2 separate regions of the Arachis hypogaea genome follow, and region 1 is linked to region 2. A link is a contact called in public Hi-C data. All regions are on one chromosome and are shown on one strand. The core of a region is the stretch at or near the end of the contact, and the rest is flanking DNA. Distances in the headings are between cores, read along the strand shown.

The links. A called contact is a pair of places that touch in the nucleus more often than the background predicts.
Region 1: a contact with region 2 is called in a Hi-C map of leaf, with 2.2 times the contacts expected there. The contact joins the promoter of LOC112801224 here to the enhancer-like site in region 2. A contact is called at or near these places in 2 of 8 Hi-C or Micro-C datasets (leaf and an unstated tissue).

What each region holds. Positions count from the first base shown.
Region 1 is chr5:36,351,288-36,357,372 of arahy.Tifrunner.gnm2.J5K5, forward strand. It overlaps LOC112801224 (tyrosyl-DNA phosphodiesterase 1), which reads left to right and starts at 2,364. Exons shown (of 15, transcript XR_003201802.3): 1 at 2,364-2,747; 2 at 2,821-3,033; 3 at 3,153-3,365; 4 at 3,540-3,600; 5 at 4,055-4,131; 6 at 4,225-4,482; 7 at 4,977-5,066; 8 at 5,198-5,332; 9 at 5,476-5,625.
Region 2 is chr5:36,036,747-36,042,293 of arahy.Tifrunner.gnm2.J5K5, forward strand. No RefSeq gene overlaps it. Among protein-coding and RNA genes, the nearest start is that of LOC114927724, 9.0 kb to the right of the region's middle. Within about 2 kb of position 3,980, at least 3 of the 3 cell types and tissues checked have open chromatin away from gene starts, as enhancers often do.

The DNA of each region.
Region 1 (6,085 bases), core at 1,114-3,613, 310 kb after region 2:
TCGAGTATCTTCATTCAAATTGCAGTCTTGCTAAATGAGTCTTGCATTCCATCCGCTCTCTATTTTGTTGTTGTTATTTATTTGTAGTTTTAGGGAGTTATTTAGATAAAAATATTAAAAATGTTTTTTTAAAGATATTTTTTTAAAAAATTAAAATTTAATATATAATTAATTAAATTATATTATTTTTATTAAAATTAGACTAAACAAATTAGTTTAACAAAAAATTAATAAATTAAATTTTAAACTAGTATAAATTAATATTTTTTATAAAAAATTATTACAATATCTCTATTATAAAACATAACTAAAATATCTCTATTATATTATATTATATATATATATATATATATATATATATATATATAATTCTAAGTCTATAACGATAGAAAAGAAAAGGACTAGAATTTAGGATTTTTAAAATTAATATATATAATAAGAGTATTTTAGTTTTTTTATATAATAGAAATATTGTAGTCATTTTTTATAAAGAATAATATTAATTTAGACAAATTCAAAATTTGATTCACTATTTTTCAGTTAAATTAATTTGTCTGACTTAATTTTGACAAAAATAACATAATTTAAGTAATTATATGTGTTAAATTTTGATTATTACAAAATATCTTTAAAAAAAAGACATTTTCTACAACTTTATAGAAACATCCCCTTTCATTAAAATATGGAAGATATTTACAAATACTAATAAGAAATGATTTTTTTTATTAAATCAATCAATAAATTAATAATATAAAACAAAACTATGAAATCCGTATCATAAAAAAATTTTATTGTTTTTTTATTAACATCACAATCTAAATAGTAATTTATTTTTGAAGTATTCCTATCATATTTTTTAATTTTAGAACTTACTTTTTCTTTTTACTTAAGTATTAATAAAAACTCATTCTTCCTATTATGCATGAAGAAAAAATAAACATAAACTTAAATAGATATTTTATCAAGAAATTTAAAATACAAGTATTTAAAATAAAAATAAATATAAACTTAATATTATGTAATATTTAAAATTTTTAAATTTTTTATACAATTAAAGATTAATTTGAGTTCTTACTGTTTATTTTAATAAAAAAAAAACACAGTTATAAGCTTGGCCATATTTACTTTATTTTTTTTGTTTTTTTTTTGTCTATACTATCAACAGATTTAAAGAGCCATTGTGGTTAAGAAAATCAACATAAAAGAATATATATTACATGAACAAAAAAATAAAACATATATAAATTAGAATGCTTAAGACGTTTTTTTATTTGATTGTTTGTATCTGATTAAAAAGTATGTTGACTTCATGCATTTAATGGTTGTTATTTTTTGACAAATTTATTAAGGGTTAAAAATTTTTTTTTTAATCAGTTTTTGTTTTTGAGTGAATGAAATGGTTGAAAAAATCTTTGGTATACATATAAATATTTTTTGTCTTAATTCTTGTAAAATTATATGCTGGCCTCTAAAAATCATTCATTATGATAAATTTTATCACTATCACTTGATAGTTAGAAAAACATGTAATTTTATGAATTATTATTATACATCTAATGTGATAGTTTTTTTATTATCTGAATATTAATATAATATATAATTTTATTTAAGATATTTTAGTTATATTTTAATATTTTTTATTTAAAAATTTTGACAATAGATTTCGTGTAACTGCATATGTGATTACGCTAGTATATACGATGATGTGTTATTGATGAGGCTACATGCCATCTCTCTTTTCGGTGGTTTTGTTATGGCTTAGTTTGAATTAGTTTGTTTAATTTATTTTGGGAATGTTGTTTTGTTTTGATTTGGATGTTGTTGTGTTGTAGCTGCTCGCCTCACCCGCTAACTTTGTGAGTGTTGTAACTTGAAACAATAAAAAAAATTTATAAATTTTAATATTTGAATTCAAATTTGTGAATAATAACGATAAAATATAGATAAATTATTACGTACAATTATAAGATTTTGAATTTTATTATTATATAAATCTTCTCTTTGAATATAAATATTTAAATTTTTTATTGTATTTTACTTTTTTTAATAATTTTATTATATTTAATTAAATTTGATCACGGTTTAACTACAGTTGGATTACTAAATTAGTTATTCAATCGATTTATTAATTAATTTTATTTTTATAATCTTAAATTTTATATTTAAATATTTCATATAAAAATAATTTTTATTTAACAATTATGTTTAAATATAATAATATAAAAATATTTATTTAATTATTTAATATATTAAAATATTTTTTAAATAAAAAATAATATAAATTATATTTTTTTTAAAATTTTTTATTTTTTTAATATTTTTATTTTTACTATTAAAATTGTCATGCTTAGAAATAAAAAATTCTAACAACTTAATGCATTCAAACTTTTAAAATGTTTTTTGATTACAAAAAAGTGTTTTACAGGAACGACGAGGCGTTCTGGGTTGGGATCAACGACGGCCCTGCACTGCCAATACTAAGTCTATTGAGTGATTGAGGGTTTATCGGCCAAATGCTGTTGCCAGCTTCGTTGATGTCTCTTTCTCACCCTAAGACTGAGGTTGGATACTTGGTTCCCCTGAATCATAATTTGGAGGAAAACCCTTCAGTTCCCAAGTTACCCATCTCCCATGGCACTAACCTCATTGGCCGCGCCAACATTCCTCTTCCTCTTCCCGACAAGAGGCTTAGCCGTAACCACATCACTTTAACTGCTTCTTCCGACGGATCTGCTCATCTGCTTGTGGTATTCCTTATTCCTACTAACTTTTCTTTCATGGATTCGTCATTTTTTTTTCATGTTCGTGTTGCTGACGCAGGAGGGTACGAATCCAGTCGTTGTTAACTCCGGGAACAAAAGAAGGAAGCTCAATTCTCAGGAGAAAGCTGCCATTTCTGATGGTGATATACTTGAGCTCATTCCCGGACACCATCTTTTCAAATATGAAGTTTCGGGTGCCACCAAAACTGATAATACACCTTCAGCTGGCACTGGCACCACAAACAAGGAAGCTTCCCACAGCCTTTCGCAGGTTTTCACTACTTTCTTCATGATCATATAAGAATATTGATTTCCATTAACTAGTAATCGATCAGTTTTCTCTTTTTAGGGATGTTGAAATAATTCCTTTTATGTTGAGTGGATTTTCAGGATGGGAACGGGACTTGCAGTCAGGAGCAAGGAAGAAATGCAGCGGCACGCAAGCCTGGTCATTCTCAATCCGGTGAACACAGTAATGCAGAGGCTATTCGCAATTTCCATATCCCTTCTGAAAAAATACCTTCCACTTTTCGACTTTTGCGTGTGCAGCAGCTACCACCTTGGGCAAATACTTCTTGTGTTGCAACAGATGATGTTATTCAGGTAATAAAATAATGAATTGACTACTGCAGGGCAGTGTTGACACTCTCAATCACTGGTTCAAGAGTATTTGTGCATGAAAACACCTATATATTGAACCACAATTACATAATTATAGTTAGCTGGCAAAAAATTTGGAACTACTTATTGATAAATTTCAATGCTTTCCATTGATAGGGGGATATTCTAGTTGCCATCCTTTCCAACTACATGGTAGACCTTGACTGGTTGGTTCCGGGTGAGTTATTTGCGGGACCTCTTTGTGTTTTCCTTGCCCTTTGTGTTGCCAATTTGCCTTGTTTGCTGTCTGACTTTCATTTGTTCTTGAAACTGCACTCCAAATTTAACACATTGAGAGGTTGGTCCTTTTTTGTCCAGTAATAACTGTATCATCACTTTTCTCCGTTGCATGCATATATATAATTCCATGCCTCTTTATAGTCTATAGCGTGTGTGGCACCAATGATTCAGCTCATGGTATGCTCTGTCTCTTTTATACCTTTTGAAGGAAAACTATATTATTTTATTTTGCATATTAAGTTATTAACTTATGATAATCTCTTTATTATGCACCACTATTGGCTGGAGCAGAATTCCAAAATTTGTGAACGCATGAGTACGTTTTGAATGAAGTGGTTTCACGTTAATCTCATTTTTGTAAGTTTCTCGCTTTCTATGTTTTCTCTGTGTAGCATGTCCTGCGCTTTTGAAAGTCCCCCATGTGTTAGTTATTCATGGCGAGAGTGATGGGAGGGTTGATTATTTGAAGGTTTGTCTCAGATCGAAATTATATTACCCATTTGTAAGATGAATCTGTAAGAATGTTTAAATGAGATATTAACTTGGCTCGTCTGTGATTTAGAGAAGTAAACCTACCAACTGGATTCTGCACAAACCACCATTGCCAATTTCATTTGGGACACATCATTCAAAGGCCATGTTTCTTGTATATCCTCATGGGATAAGGGTGATTGTGCATACAGCGAACTTAATATATGTAGATTGGAATAATAAAACCCAAGGTTTGTGGATGCAAGATTTTCCATGGAAAGATCAAAACAGTCTAAGCAAGGGATCTGTATTTGAAAATGACCTGGTTGAATATCTCAGTATGCTGAAGGTACTTATTTATATTATACTGCTATTACTGAAAGATAGTCTCATCTGAAAAATTGTCCTGATCAATTGATGTAGTAGAATTGATACCTTTACTGAAAAATTAAAATTTCATAGCAATTAAAGAACCACTTGGTTGCTCCATGAAATTACTTGACATTTTGATAAAAATTTTATTTGATCATATTCTGTTCTACAAAAAATCCACGATGCCATTTTTACTTCATATTTTGGAAAAAAGAGAACAAAAAATTCTCTTTGATTTTGATTAATTATTATCATTTACTGTCTTCTAGAAATTTCACTGTAGCCATTGGAGTTTTTCAACTTAGCTTATTTGGAAAACTCGTTGCTTTTCAGACTACTTATATGGCTTATGGAAGTTAAATATTCACTAGCAGAAAACATCGATGTTGTTAATGAATTTGGTATTGTCATGAGTGTTGTTTCTTTGATATCATCCATAATGTGCGTATCGCAATGTATTTGGTGTTGCAGTGGCCAGAATTCTCTGTTAAGCTTCCTTCCCTTGGAAACTTCAGTATATGTCCATCTTTCTTCAAGAAGTTTGATTATAGTGATGCAATGGTTTGTTTTCCATTCATTTTTCTTAAATTTATTTGATGTAGCTTTAAAGGTTATTACTTAGTACTAATCATCTCATATCATAAAGTTGAATAGATAGTCAAGTACACTGATTTATGTTGGTACATTTTCAGGTTAGGTTAATTGCATCTGTACCTGGATATCATTCTGGTGCTGGCATGAAAAAGTGGGGACATATGAAACTGCGTTCTTTGCTCCAAGAGTGTACTTTTGACGATGATTTTAAAAAATCTCCACTCATTTATCAGGTACTATTAGGGTGTAGGCTGCATTAAATTCTATTTTCTTTCACTCAATCTAGCATATCTCATTTTGTTAGAGTTTGGAAAACTGCAGTATTAATATTCACATTTCAGAGTTTTCTTGATTTTCTTAACCTTATCTACTGCAGTTCTCCTCCCTTGGTTCTCTAGATGAGAAATGGATGGCTGAGTTGACATCATCAATGTCTGCTGGTTTATCAGAAGATAAAACACCTCTTGGTCTTGGGGAGCCTCAAATAATCTGGCCTACTGTAGAAGATGTCAGATGTTCTTTAGAGGTGCTGTAATTTTAAGGCTGAATCTATATTTTCTGAAATATAAATTTTCTTTTCATGGTGATTTGAAGGTTTTATTATAGAATGTTTGGTGGAACAGATAAACAGAGAATAATTGAGAAAATATATCTATTCAATGGAATTCTTGGTCAAGTGAATCAAGAGTCCAATTGACTAGGAGTCACATTGATTCTAGAGCGTGTTTTTTCCTCTCCCTTAAACTTCACTCTAAAATCCCAGACAGACTTTCGGAAGCCTAAACAACTGTTTCATCCGATTCCTAACTGCCTAAAACTGTCTAAACTATTGCTTTTTGTTTCTTAGAATAATCCGTATCGTTTTCTGTCTAAATCTGTCACCTCAGTAGGGGTATTTGTCATGTGACAAGTTGATTTGATTTGAAATATAGTCAAATTTTAATGCAGAGGGCTTTATTTTATTTTCAATTTTTAATGCGTGGATT
Region 2 (5,547 bases), core at 2,730-5,229:
TCCTCACGGGGGGCCCACTACTGACATGTATATAAGGGGAAGATTGGCTCTTCCCCCGAGGTACGTCACTTTCCCACATCATTTTTCCCCGCTTGCGCACTAGCTGACTTGAGCGTTGGAGTGTCTTTGCAGGTGGCACCCCCCCTCATCCTTTCTCCAGGACGAGTGCTCGTCTACTCGGCTGACCCGCGACCAGCGCGACCAAAGCTAAGGCGTCCTCACTCCTTCATCCGCACATCCGATCTGTCCGGAACCGGACAACCGAACAAGTTGAAAAATGAATTGTATTCTTAGAGTCTTGACCCGGAAAACATGCTCCAATCAGTGTATCTGGTTTTGATTTTTTAAACAAAATAAATAACTTAAACTGATTAAAGAATGATACGTAAGCAAGACATATCATTGATGGTGAAAGGAAACTACAAGAATTGAGAAAATAATAAGAAGAAGACGACGAAGAAGAAGAAACCAGCAACCAGTTTAATCAGTATTAAACTATTAATTAACTTGAGAGCAGAGAGCAGAGGCAGCGTGGAACAAATACTTTGGCAAACAATAAGCAGTTAGTAGTAGCAGCTAATGCAATGTTGTATTTGACTGTTTTATTTTATCTACAAAGTTGTCTTAGACTCTTAGTGCTCTGCCATTTCATCATGCTCTAGCGTGGCAAACCGGAAATACTCAATTAAATGCAGGGGACAATTGGTGCCAAACTACCAATAATGAGCCTCTATCAGTGTATTTCATTTTTTTTTTCAATATGTTATGCTATAATTAATAGCATGGATTAATGCTTTCTCTCATATTTGTACATGCACGTACGGCTGAGTCTATAAAGTTTATTGAATCAGAATAATTTTTGTAGATAACAAACTAAATTAATTAGTTATATTTTTTGACGAACTAGGTTAATTCGAGTTTACTAGAGCAGTAGAGCTCCAATGAGTTAGAGAAAATGAATTGATTTAGAATTAAAATTTATATTAAAATTAATAGATGAAAGAAAATTAGTCTCACTTTAAGATAGTAATATTTTGATAAAAAAAATTAATAAAATTTTGTAAATTATATAATTATTTTTATGAAATAATTAAAAATAATATAAAATTTAAATTGAATTAAAATTAAATATTAGAGTGATAAATTTTATATTTAATTTTCAATAATTATTTATAACATATAATTACGTAAAATAATGTATTATTTTATAAAATTCAAAATAAAATTAAAATTAAATTATGCATTGGAGTTGCTCTTATGTACTAAAGTTTTTGTAAAAAAGTTAAAAATTATTAATATTTTTTTAATTTTTATACAATAAATTTAGCTAATATATATAAAAAAGATGATAAAAAATAGAAAAAAAATTAAATGACTCCTGACAATTTTTCTAAAATCAATTTATTAATTTATTTTCAAAAGTAGTTTATAAAAAGATTTAATTATTCTGTTGGTCTTTATAGTTTTATAAATTTTTTAATTAGATTTTTATACTTTTTTTTCTTTTTAATTGAGTCCTTGCATCAATTTATTTTTTAAAATGGGTTCTTACACTTTTTTTTTATTTGAGTCTCCACGCTAATTTTTTTTTTTAGTTAGATCTCTATACAATTAAGCCAATTACCGGCAAGAGAGACCTAATTAAAAAAAATTAGTGTAGGAATTCAATTAAAATGAAAAAAAAAGTATAGTGATCTAATTGAAAATTTTACGAAATTATAGGGACCAATAGAGCAATTAAACCTTATAAAAACTAGCTTTTAAAAGTTAGTTTTTTAAAAGTTGTAGTACCTGTATTTAGTAAATTAAATTAAAAATGACTTTTAATAAGCATAAGCAACAATAAGTGTATTTGGTAAAATAGTTTTAAAATTTAAAAATACTATAATAAACATTAATGTAAGAATTAAATGTGAATATTAATTAATGTATCGGATTATATTAAACTTTTAATTTTGATAAACAGTACAGTTAAGCACATGCCAACTTTAAAAAACTTTTTCTTAGATGCTTTCAAAAGTACCAATAACTTTTAAAAACTACAAATATAAGCACATAAGCTTTTATTTGCCAAATACAAAACAAAATGCTTATACTTTTGAAAAATGCAAACACCTCTCTGATAACTCTTCTAGAGTTCCCAACCAAGTGATGGACCTCATCCAATGTAGTATTAAGAAGGTCAAGGCGCGAGATGTTAATCTTAACTAGCCGGGAGATGACATGGAAATACTTGCTAATCATGCCGCGGAGATGGTCATGAAGCCAAAGTTATCCCTCCTGGCAGTGGCGGAACTTGGAATAAAATTTTGGGGGGCACATAGAAGATAATTGTCAAAATGCTTTTTATATGGACTCCATTTAAGATAAACTCGTCTAATCTCATTTCTCTGGTTTTGGTGATATTGCCAAATTTAAAGCTATTTTTCAGGGTCTCGTTCCAAAAAATTAAGGTCAAACTTATCAGATGTAACTTTTTGAACTTTTAAAACTTGTATCTCACTTTTTTCGCGATTCATTAAAGTAGAAAAACTATCTACATATGTTGATATTGTAAAAATTATATGTTCTCCTTCTTAAATATTAGTCTTCCTCTTAAAAAATGCATCAATTCTTTAATTTTTCATTATTATTTTATAATAAAATTTAAATATATATCCTGTAGAATATGTAAAGAAGAAGTTAGAAGAACAAATATTAAAATTTATAATATTTATTGAATTTTTTTTATCAATTTATACAAATACAATAATATTAATATTTATTGAATATTCAATTATTTTTTATCATATAAAAAATTAAATTAAATAAATAGTAAAATATAAAATAATATTAAATTAAATAAATAAAAATATCTAATTTTTTATATTTAAACTTAAAGGTAGAAAGAGTGTTGTTTATTAAATTTATTGGGTACTTTAAGTCATAGTAAAGTATTTAAACCAATTGAATTATTTTTTATTTTTTAAAAAAATACTACTAATTTTTTTATAAAAAGTTTGAGGGGACCGTGGTCCCCCTTATCTGAACTAAGCTCCACCACTGCCTCCTGGTGGCTCCAAGTTCGATGCGCGAAGAAAATAATGTATTATTTGAAAGCATCACGGAGGAAGAATCTGATCCAAAAGATTGGTGGTATAAAGAAAACGATGACTTATCGAAAAAGGATACACCTTTTTGATTCATGTACGGAAATAAAAGTTTTAAAAGAGGAGTTTAATGAATGGTGTAATTTCTGGCATGCTGCTTTCGTTGTCAAAATTCTCGAAAAAAGAATTTATTTAAGAATTATGGAACAACGTTTAAATAGAAATTGGACAAAAAATAAAATAAAATTAATATTATCAACCATTGAAACTATGCTAAAAGTTGATAGAGCTACGTCGACTCATTCGAAGGGATGTTTGGCAAGGATTTTGGTGAAAATTAACTTATCAAAGAAATTGATCCTGAGAATTTGTGTATTGAGAAGCACTCTAAACCTCGAATATGAAGGCCTTCATCTCACTTGTTTCAATTGCGGGGTCTATGGACACTGGTCGGAGTCATGTGAAGAGGTACCGGTTATTGAAGAAGACTATCGAGCGGAGGTGGCGAACGGAAAACAGGTGTTTTTCAATGGAGACGTTAATGCCGCTAATAAGGAAAGGCAAGAGAAGATTATGGGTGATTGAGTGCGCAACAATAGTCCTGGTAACAATCCAAATCTCCCTAATTTCAGTCCTTGGATGATGGTCCAAAAGAACCAAAAAGAAAACCAGAGAAGACACATCACGTTAAAAGATAAATCAATCAAACCATGGGTCTTGGAACAAATAAGGAAAGTTTTTATAATAACAGTAATAAATCATGGAAATTGGATCAAGATTTAATGTATTATTTGATGATAAGGAGGAGGAAATCCTGGGGGACACTAATGAAGGCAATGTTGCCCAGAAGGCCAGAACAACCCTATGCATACTGGGCCAGTAAAACCGCAATTGAAAGATGATGGGCTCTCCATTCAGGCCCATGTTGATAAGCTGGTGGTAAATAAAGATAATGGGTCCGTTGGACAAACTGCAGAAAAGGGTTATCAAACCAGGTGTAGGGAAACACCCTCAAGCATAAAAGAAAAACGTCTCCTTTAACCTTGGGCCTCAAAAACTAGTAAACTAACTAAGCCCAATCTAAAAGAAACAGACAAGAAAGGTGTGAGTATGAAGAAGTCTCTGGCCCTGTCCCAGCCTAGCTCTTTCATGTCGAGAAACCTTGTAACAATAGCGATGGAATAAGAGATGACTTCAAAGGGAGAAAAATCAAATGGCAGATTTTACTATTCAGAATGAGAATTTTATGGAGGCACACGTGGTAAAGAACATAGTTCTCAGAACTGAATCAATGATCGAACCGATCAGATTACTATGTTATTGGGTTATTGGTTCAACTGGTGGATCACTAGTTGAATCTGTTGATTCGGTTTTATGTAAATAAAAAATATAAAATAATCAAAAACCTAAAATTAAAATTTTAAATACATATTTTTTACTAACATTTTAAGAATAATAAAGTTTCAAATTTTAAAAATAACTAATACAAAGATAGAAATAAAATTAATTAGTATTACAACTATTATAATATTTAAATTTGATACAAACTGAAAAAACTAAAAAGAGTATTTATTATATGAAAAAGGAGAAAAAAAATTAAATTTTATATAATATTACTTACTAATATAATCTCACTTAAAATGGAATTAATAAAAATGATAGAAATATAAAAACAAAACAAGGACCATATATAAAAGGTAGCTTGGTGGTTAATAGTTCCCTCTTTTTGTATAGGGATGGGTTCAATTCCCAACTTTTACAATAATTATTGTTTTAGTTTTGGATTTTGCGTCCAGTTTTTAACGATTTTTCTTGTTTTTGACCGGTTTTATTCCTTATACAATTTGATAGACAAATCGAACCGTCTATGTTTTTAGTTTATCGGTCGAACCAATTAGTTTGGTCTGGTTCTAACAACTATGATAAAAAGTGTTTTCTTCCATCAAAGAGAACCATCAACGAGGACAAGGTGTCAGCTATTCTACAAAGAAAACCCCTACTGGATAAGCCATTGAAATCCTCACCACCAAATTGGAGTCCTCAGCTTGAGGAACAAAGTCAAGACATAATGAACTCGTCTAATCTAGGTGCTATAGCTAAAGATCTACATTAAGCATTTGTGGTCTTGTGACCTCCTCTTTTTTCTTGCCGTTTTTATGAATATCTTAGCTTGGAACTACAGGGGAGCAGGAGGAATAGCTTTCTCCAGCCTCATCAAAGACTTGCAAAAGAAGTATAAGATTAGTTTTTTTATTCTTGTCGAAACACATTTAAATGGCTCCCATGGTAAATCAGTATGGGAGAAGTTTGGACTTGATGGATATTTCATTGAAGAGGCCAGAGGGCATTCTGGGAGTATTTAGTGCCTCTAGGACGCTAATCTTTAGAGGGTGGATATTCTTAGTCATAATTACCATATGGTTAATACGAAAGTTCAATATGAAAATTCTAAACCTTG